Regions from separate parts of the Hordeum vulgare genome. Here region 1 is linked to region 2. The links are chromatin contacts, called in public Hi-C maps. All regions are on one chromosome and are shown on one strand. Each heading gives the region's core, a stretch centred on a gene start, on an enhancer-like site or on the middle of the called end of the contact. The rest is flanking DNA. Distances are from core to core; before and after follow the strand shown. Region 1 holds the start of LOC123448949 (pentatricopeptide repeat-containing protein At5g02830, chloroplastic). Region 2 holds the start of LOC123448948.

Region 1 (3,831 bases), core at 1,084-3,583, 370 kb after region 2:
TTTACCATGTTTTTACTTCACGCAAATCTTATATGCCGAGTGAAAAGGATCGTGAGGTAGTAGATTTGCTGCATTCGGTATGAGAGTTGTGTTCGGACTTCGGAGGCCGGATCCGCGTTGTAGTTGCGGTTGAAACTTTCCCTAGTATGGTAGATTTCCTGCATTTAGTGTTGTGTTCAGAGGTCGGCATGTAGTGCAGACGGGGGACGACACCTACCAGAATAGATCATACATGCCCTAAAAGTAGTTAAAACTACTAATAGATCATACAAGTGTACTAGTAACCTAAATATCCCGCTAATTATCGAATTCAACACCACCAAGAAGACAAGGACAAATGGGCTGACCATACTTCTCACCGTTCATAGGACAAGCAAGCTTGCACCAACCTCTAGGTGTGCTTCCTATCGTCGGAGGTAGAGGCACCAGCGACGACCGCAACAGTTTGTGGGATGACTATAAATCTGGCCGGGAAGGCTAATGCGCCGCAAAACTGGCGGTCCCTAACTAGGTATCCACTTCAAAGAACCTGTCAATGCTGCCGCCATCCACGATGAGCACTTTGCCGCCAAACAATTCGCCACCGTCGTCATGGCCGCCGCCGTCATGGCCGCCGCCGCCCCGTGGAAGAGAGTGGGTGAGCTTGGGATAATGAGAGATGGAGGGGTGGAGGAGAGCTAGTCGGCCACTTTGACCTTATCCGACAGCGTGCGGGTCTAACGGCGACCAGGTGAGTGCCGTTTGGCGTTAGGCCCACGTGTCCCTGACATGTGGGCCACATGTGTCATAATCTGGTTTAAAATTAGCAAAATGGCCACTACCCTAAAGTGATAGTTTTTGCCACTCAGGCTGTGTTTGGTTGAGTTACAGATTCTGAAAAAGTTGATGTGGAAAAGCTGCTGTGTAAAAGCTGGAAGCTGGAAAGTTGGGGTACCCCAACTTTGAAATTTACACTAGAAAGAAGCTACAGATTTTCAAAAGCTGCTTTGAACATTTACCCCTTTGGTTAGCTTTTAGCTTTTCAAAACAGAAGTTGGTAACAAAAGCTGAACCAAACACAGCCTCAATTAGCTTGATATGGTACATTTTTGTTGATGGTAAAAATGTGGTGGTTCTATCGGACCGAAATCCTCAATGTGGTAATTTTCTGTTAAATACGCCGAAGACCCGTAACACTAAATTGAAGAGTGATTTGATGATCCACGTTAAAGTTGTCATATGAAACTTTTCCTAGTTTGGTACTCCCTCCCAACTTTTTAACTTTGCTTATAAAATTTATTTGAAGTTAAGCTTCGTAAAGTTTGATCATATTTATAAAAAAATAGTAACATCAACAATACTAAAATTGTATAATATAAAGTTTTAATTCCTGACACATCTAATAATGATACTTCCTCCTTTTTTATAAGACGTTTCAAACAACACACATTGAACTGTTTTGATTGTTGTCCGAAATGGCTCCATCGTCTTATAAAAGTGAACAGCAGAGTATTGATTTTGTATTATAAATATTGATATTTTTCTATAAAGTTGATCAAATTTATGATGTTTCTTTCAAGCAAATCTTATACGCAAAGTGAAAAGGACGTGAGGTAGTAGATTTGTTGTATTTAAAGCAACTTCAACGCGCCGATCCAAACGGACGGCGATTTTATGTGTTCTTTTGTCCATTTGGATTGGCCAGGCGGACATGAACGTCCGCTTTCGCGTTTGGGTCAACGCATGCGTCCAACACTGGCCCGATCCATTTTGACGACGCGAAAAAAAACATGCATATTTAAAATAAAAACAACATTAATTAAACATAAAACTGACCACGAAGGCCGGCAAGAGTCCACGTGTCCATATTTGCATTTAAAAAATTTAAAAACAAACTAAACTATGAGGCGGCGCGATGCCCTAGGCGGCGTCGTCGTCGTCCTCGGGGACCGTGAGGTCAATGAGTGTCGGCGTAGGGCTGGCACAGGGGACGGCTCCGCCACACGGTCGGCTTGAAAAATGACGACCGTCGTCGCTGACGCGTGGGCCCGAAGTCATAAATTAAGTTGACTAGGTAGATCACGGGTAGTTGAACGATCGTCAGGTGGGACGCGACGGACACCAAAATAACGCGCGTGGCGTCCATGCCGACGCATTTAAGCGCAAATTTGTACCGTAAATGCGTCGGTGCGTTGGGTCTTTTCTTTTGTTTGTACCGATCCAAACGGACGAGGAGGACGGACGAAATAGATCAGCATATTGGAGTTGTGTTCGGAGGCCAGATCCGCGTTGAAGTTGCCCTACAAAACTTTCTCTAGACTGATAGATTTCCTGCATTCAGAGTTGTGTTCAGAGGCCGGCGTGCATTGCAGTCGGGGGACGGCACCTATCCGAACGAAAATATCCGCGCCATCCATGAAAGCCCCACCGTCCAAGTCGCACTGCTCTGGCTTGGCTCTTCTACCTCCAATCCCCCAGCTCCTCAGCCTTTGCCAGTCAACATGGGGATGGCCATGACCTCCTCCCCACAGCCACCACCTCCCCCGCGCCGCCGCCGCAGCCGCTTGCAGTCGGCAACCACCATCTCCGCCCCCAGTGCCAATCCCAACCCCAATCCCAAGGCCAAGGTCATCCCCCTCCTCTCCGACGTCGGCCGTCTGCAGTCCGCGACTCCCACCCCCACACCAAATGGCAATCCTAACTCCAACCCCAAGGGCAAGGTCCTCCCGCTGCTCTCCGACGTCGGCAGCAACCCCTCCGCCATCGACTACTATTCCCGCGTCGCCTCCAACCTCGCCGGCGCCGGCCGCCTCGGCGACTTCCTCATCGCCGCAGAGGGCCTCCGCGCGGCCTCCGGCGATGCCGGATTCGCGGCCCGCATCAACTGGCGCCTCCTTTCGCGCGGCGTCGTCGCCGCGCTCCGCGAGCACGGCCTGCCCCACGTGCTCGAGTTTCTCCGCGACGCCGACCGCATCGGCGTCCACGCCGCCGTCATGCTCGACGCTGATGCGTCCGACGCCATCGCAGCCGCCTGCCGGAAGCTGCTGGACGACCGCATCATGGCGGAGTTTGTGGAGGCCATCGAGGCCCTAGCTTGTAAGTAATGTCGCCTCGAACCTCCTTATCCTGTGTGTTTCATCAAGCTTGGTGGTACACCAATCGGGATTTGGTGCTCTCCAATCATCACTCCTTTACCCTGCTTTTAAAGTTGGTTTGTGCAGATGCTGTAACTTCACAGTTACTGTTAGGTTTTGCTGTTAGATGCTTTAGTGCTCTTAGTTCCTAGAGTAAAAAGTAACGTGCACAGACTGTACCTACTAGTAGAGTTCAGATGTTACATCAGCACGCTGCACTTATTACCATTTGATATGGTAGTCAGTAGCTGTTTTGTTTCGGAAGTACCATTTCTATTTGCCAAATAGGAGTTCTTAAATCATGGGGTTGTTGCTATTTTTCGTTCATGATGTTATTCCTGTAGACGGTGGTGTTATTTCTACACGGCATCCTGCTGGATTCTTATAGTGATATCTGTCATATGAATGATTATACTACTTGTTAACATACAAGACATTGTGGTGTCATTCTAACATTAGCACTGTATCATGTTTCTTGATCAGTTTCATATAATATACATTTGCCCATCGCTTCAAGTAGTACAATTTATTCGTTTTATTTAGCAGTCACACATCCAATGTTCAGTGTGCAGGAGGATACTTTTTTATGTATATGTAGAATTATCCTTGTATTTTAATTTGGCCCTATTTTAGTTACTTCCTGAACTTTTAAGGAACTTGGTAGGAACATATTCTCTGCCATGCTCGAGTGCAAACATGATATGACTTAAGGCCTGTT
Region 2 (3,940 bases), core at 1,009-3,508:
TTCGGTAGGTTCCTTTTCTTCAAGTGACTTGTGAGTCTGCTTATATTATGAAATATAACATGCTCTGAGATCGACTGGATACTAGGATCATACTTCAACAAAGTATTATTGCTCTTTATGACACAATGCAACTAAGGAATCACATGTCCTTTTCTTTCAGTCCTCTGCTGAATAACAGAACTGGAGTTCAATAAGGGTAATAGCATTACAATAATTAATTTACTCTTACAATTTTGTCAATCCAGTTGTACTGGATGTTTCGTCGATTTTTGTTTCAACTTTAGACATTAAATCGTGTAATTGACAAAAAAAATTAGCAAGGATTGGTGCTGGGAAATTTTCCAATAAATTGGTCTTCTTTATAGAGCAGAGGGAAAAAACCTTAATGCCTAACAAACAGCTAGTGTTTTAACTCTGATGTTTGTTTCTTTGTATTTAGTTGTGAAACCTCTTTACATAGAGAACGGACGTTTGGCTCCCGGGAGCCATGGAGGCCGAAATTTTTGAAAAAAATCATAAGTCAAAAAATTTAGTTTCAAAAAATCTGAAAAAAAATATACAACTAAACAAGGATGTGATCCGTGTGTGTGTAAAATTTCAGGTCGAAATACTTTGAAACGTGACCTGTACAAAAAAGACAAATTCATGGTCTGAAATGATGAATAGTAACATGTATTAAAAAGTTACAGATTTGTCTTTTTTGCACAGCCCTCATTTCAACATATTTTGTTCTGAAAATTTACACACTTGTGTATTATACCTTCATATATCTATGTATTTTTTTTTCAGAATTTTTTGAAATATAAAAATACGAATTTTCATGAAATTTGAAGTTTGAATTTAAAGGCCTCCATGGAGCTCGGGAGCCAAAAGCAATTTCCCTTTACATAATGTTCCACAAAGTACCTTTTTATTGAAATGTTCTATTAGTATCTTATAACGGTAAGGTATCATAGATTACTGTTCCACTTCAAATAATCTTGCATGGAAGTGGTGGTCTACTATCTGACATCCTCCTTTGATGCCAAATTAATACCTATCACAAGGTGCACATATTATCAGTAACCTATTACAAGAAACTAAGGACCCTTTTAATCTAACTTCAAAAAGGATCTTCACAATCCACCACTCATTATCCATCAAATCAAATATATAACCAAACGAGGGCAAATATCCAGTATTGACCAGTGAAAAGATGAATAACTTTTCATGCATATTTAAAACTAAGATACTAACATTTCGTTCATATGGATTTTGCAAAGAAAAGATATGACAATGTAAAATTTTGTGAAAGAAGAACCACTGTGATCGTCTTGAAATCGGGGCACACGTTTGCACTAGGTAAAAGATATGCCTAGTACGGATTACGGTGAAGGTAAGCTGTGCCGTGGCAAAGACCAATGATGAAGCAGAACCAACTTGATCAGAGAAATCAAGCATAACTGCAGGTTTGGTGTTCTTGGAGAAACCAATATAGTATTGTTCTCTGTCACTCGTTTGAAAAAGGAGCTAAATAGATGCTGACGAAGCGAGATCCTATTGCTGGATCAATAAACTACCTGTATAGAAGAACACGAACGACATGACAATCTTAAGGCCGATCTATGCTGTAGATGAAGTTGTGAATATGCAGTGACCTGCGAGTGCACACATGAACAGAACACTCCTTTCGGTTGAAACAAAGGAAGCAAACATTGCATTTCACTTCAAAACTTACTACCTTAGCACATGAAATGAGGGGTTCACGCTGTTCTGCAAACTGTATGATCCAGTAAGCAGATCATGGTCTGAACGAGTAAAGTGAGCAGCAGCATGTTGAATTTGAGATGCAGTGATCGGGCTAATACAATGATAATCTAGAAGGGTAACATCATCACTAGAGAGCAAGAACAGTGAAACAGGGGCAGCGCTAGTCCGTTAATCAAGCAAGTAATTAGCAGCGGCATTTCGTCAAACACCTACAAGGAGGAGGGAGCAGGGCGAGACTCAAAAGATGCTAGTAGAAAAGTGTGCTGCTCATACCTTCGTCCCTGCCGCGCTTGTCCGGGGAGCCTCGAGAGCAGCGAGGGGCGAGCGCGAGGGCAGGCCGTCGAGCCAAGAATCTCCCGGAAACCAGTAGTATCCCCATGGCCCCTCCCCGTTGGAGATTCTACCGATCAGGGAGGATCCTTTCCCCGCGCAGCGTCTCTGCTTATCGCGGTGGGGGAGGGGAGGGGCGGGGCGAGGGGAGGAGGAGGCGTGGCTGAGAGAGCGCTTGGAGTCGCCTGGCTGCTTGGGTGGACGCAAGGAGGACGGCGACATGGCAACCGTGTGGCTCTCCCTGCACGACGGAACCGGCACGCCTCCGGTACGGTAGCCGGCCCGTGGCAACGCAATGAAAATTGCTAGTAGGAGTACTACTTTTTTTTTTTTGCGAGAAAAATGGCTAGTACTCCTAATTTGTTGTGTTCTGCAGTTGTTTTCCACTTCGAAACAACCTGCAGAAGTTTCTGAAATTTGAAACCTCCATTATTTGTTCTTGCGATTTCTTCTGCTCGTCACACCATTCCTAAGTCCAACCCTGATTTTATCGTTTTTTCAAGAAGCTAAAAATGATATCATTTCTGAGGGTTTTCTCAAGGCCAATGATAGAAGCGATTCTTTTACGTGACACTTTTTTACCTGCTTTAGAACTGTTGGTGGCATTTTAGTTGGTCTTAGGAAAGATCTATTTAAGATGGTTGTTTTTTCTAACGAATAATTTGATATCATTGCGATGTTAAGAATAAGGTTGATTGTTTTGTTTGCCAATTCTAGTTGTAGTATATGGCTCCTCACACTCTGAGTTTAAAATAGATTTTATTGCTGAGTTGCATGATATTTTTTATGTTTCTATATATTATCTTGATATGTGGTGGCTTTAACCTAGCCGGGAGATATGCTTATGTTTGAATAGTTGTACTAGTTTTAGGGAAATGGTTGAACCCTCTATGGTACTTCATATGATTCAATATCTTATGTTCATGATTTGATTTAGTAGCCTTCACAAATGTTGAGAGGAGGGCTCACTCACATTACTGTCTTGTTGTCGTGAAGTATATTATTGTCGATGTGAGGGCTGGGGATATTGACGTAATTCGAGGTGACAGTAAAAGCCTTGATTCTCCGTTCTTGTAATTGACAGGGGATTAACGAAAAACCGTTTGAGAGGCTATGTCCACAGGGAAACCCTTAATTATCATAGCGGTAACCTGTTGCTTGGGGACGTTGAGGTAGTGGTGTACGTGGCATGAAGTCTATGTTAGAATAGAACATGGTTCGTAACCTGCTCCACAAACTTATGTTCATATCAGTGATAGTGATGTCGGAACCCTAGGGAACGCTTTACCACTCAAACACCGTCCTTACTAATTTAGTGTCATTTATTTTCTGTTTTTACCTTCTTGATAATACTTTAGTTAAACACCTTTTAATCTAGATTCCTAGCGACTGATAGAGTAGACTATTTCTAACTCCGGTTTGGATGTGCACATGGCTGCATTAAGTGACAACATATTTGCGGGGTGTGTGGTCTTTACTATCAGTTCCCTATGGGTTTGACACCCCACTTATCACGCAAGTGCTACAACAATCATGTGCACTTGCAGGCCATCACTGCACACAAACACGAACAATATATACTTGTACCCAACTTGGCAAGGGGTTTTTCAAGCCCCTTGTATTGCTAGTTACAATATTAAAAGGAAATAGATAGATAGTGGTGCAACAAAATTAAAAGAGAATGTATTTTGTAGGAGTTTGTATTGATGGAAGAATGGCCCCACGGACATAGGTTCACTAAAGGTAACTCTCTCGTAAAGAAGGCAAATGACATGATAACAAATTACAGTTAGACAATTAACAAGAGTAGCAACGAGTATGACTATGATCATTCATGGCATAATCTCATATAGTCATTACA

Evidence for each region. Hi-C and Micro-C count contacts between places; a contact is called where the count stands out from the background.
Region 1: a contact with region 2 is called in a Hi-C map of seedling, with 4 times the contacts expected there. The contact joins the promoter of LOC123448949 here to the promoter of LOC123448948 in region 2. A contact is called at or near these places in 4 of 6 Hi-C or Micro-C datasets (leaf and seedling) and 1 of 1 datasets of contacts at active chromatin or transcription factors (embryo).

Annotation. Positions count from the first base shown.
Region 1 is chr4H:459,037,667-459,041,497 of MorexV3_pseudomolecules_assembly, forward strand. It overlaps LOC123448949 (pentatricopeptide repeat-containing protein At5g02830, chloroplastic), which reads left to right and starts at 2,334. Exons shown (of 12, transcript XM_045126002.1): 1 at 2,334-3,075. The coding sequence starts at 2,481.
Region 2 is chr4H:458,672,233-458,676,172 of MorexV3_pseudomolecules_assembly, forward strand. It overlaps LOC123448948, which reads right to left and starts at 2,259. Exons shown (of 2, transcript XM_045126001.1): 1 at 2,023-2,259. The coding sequence starts at 2,128.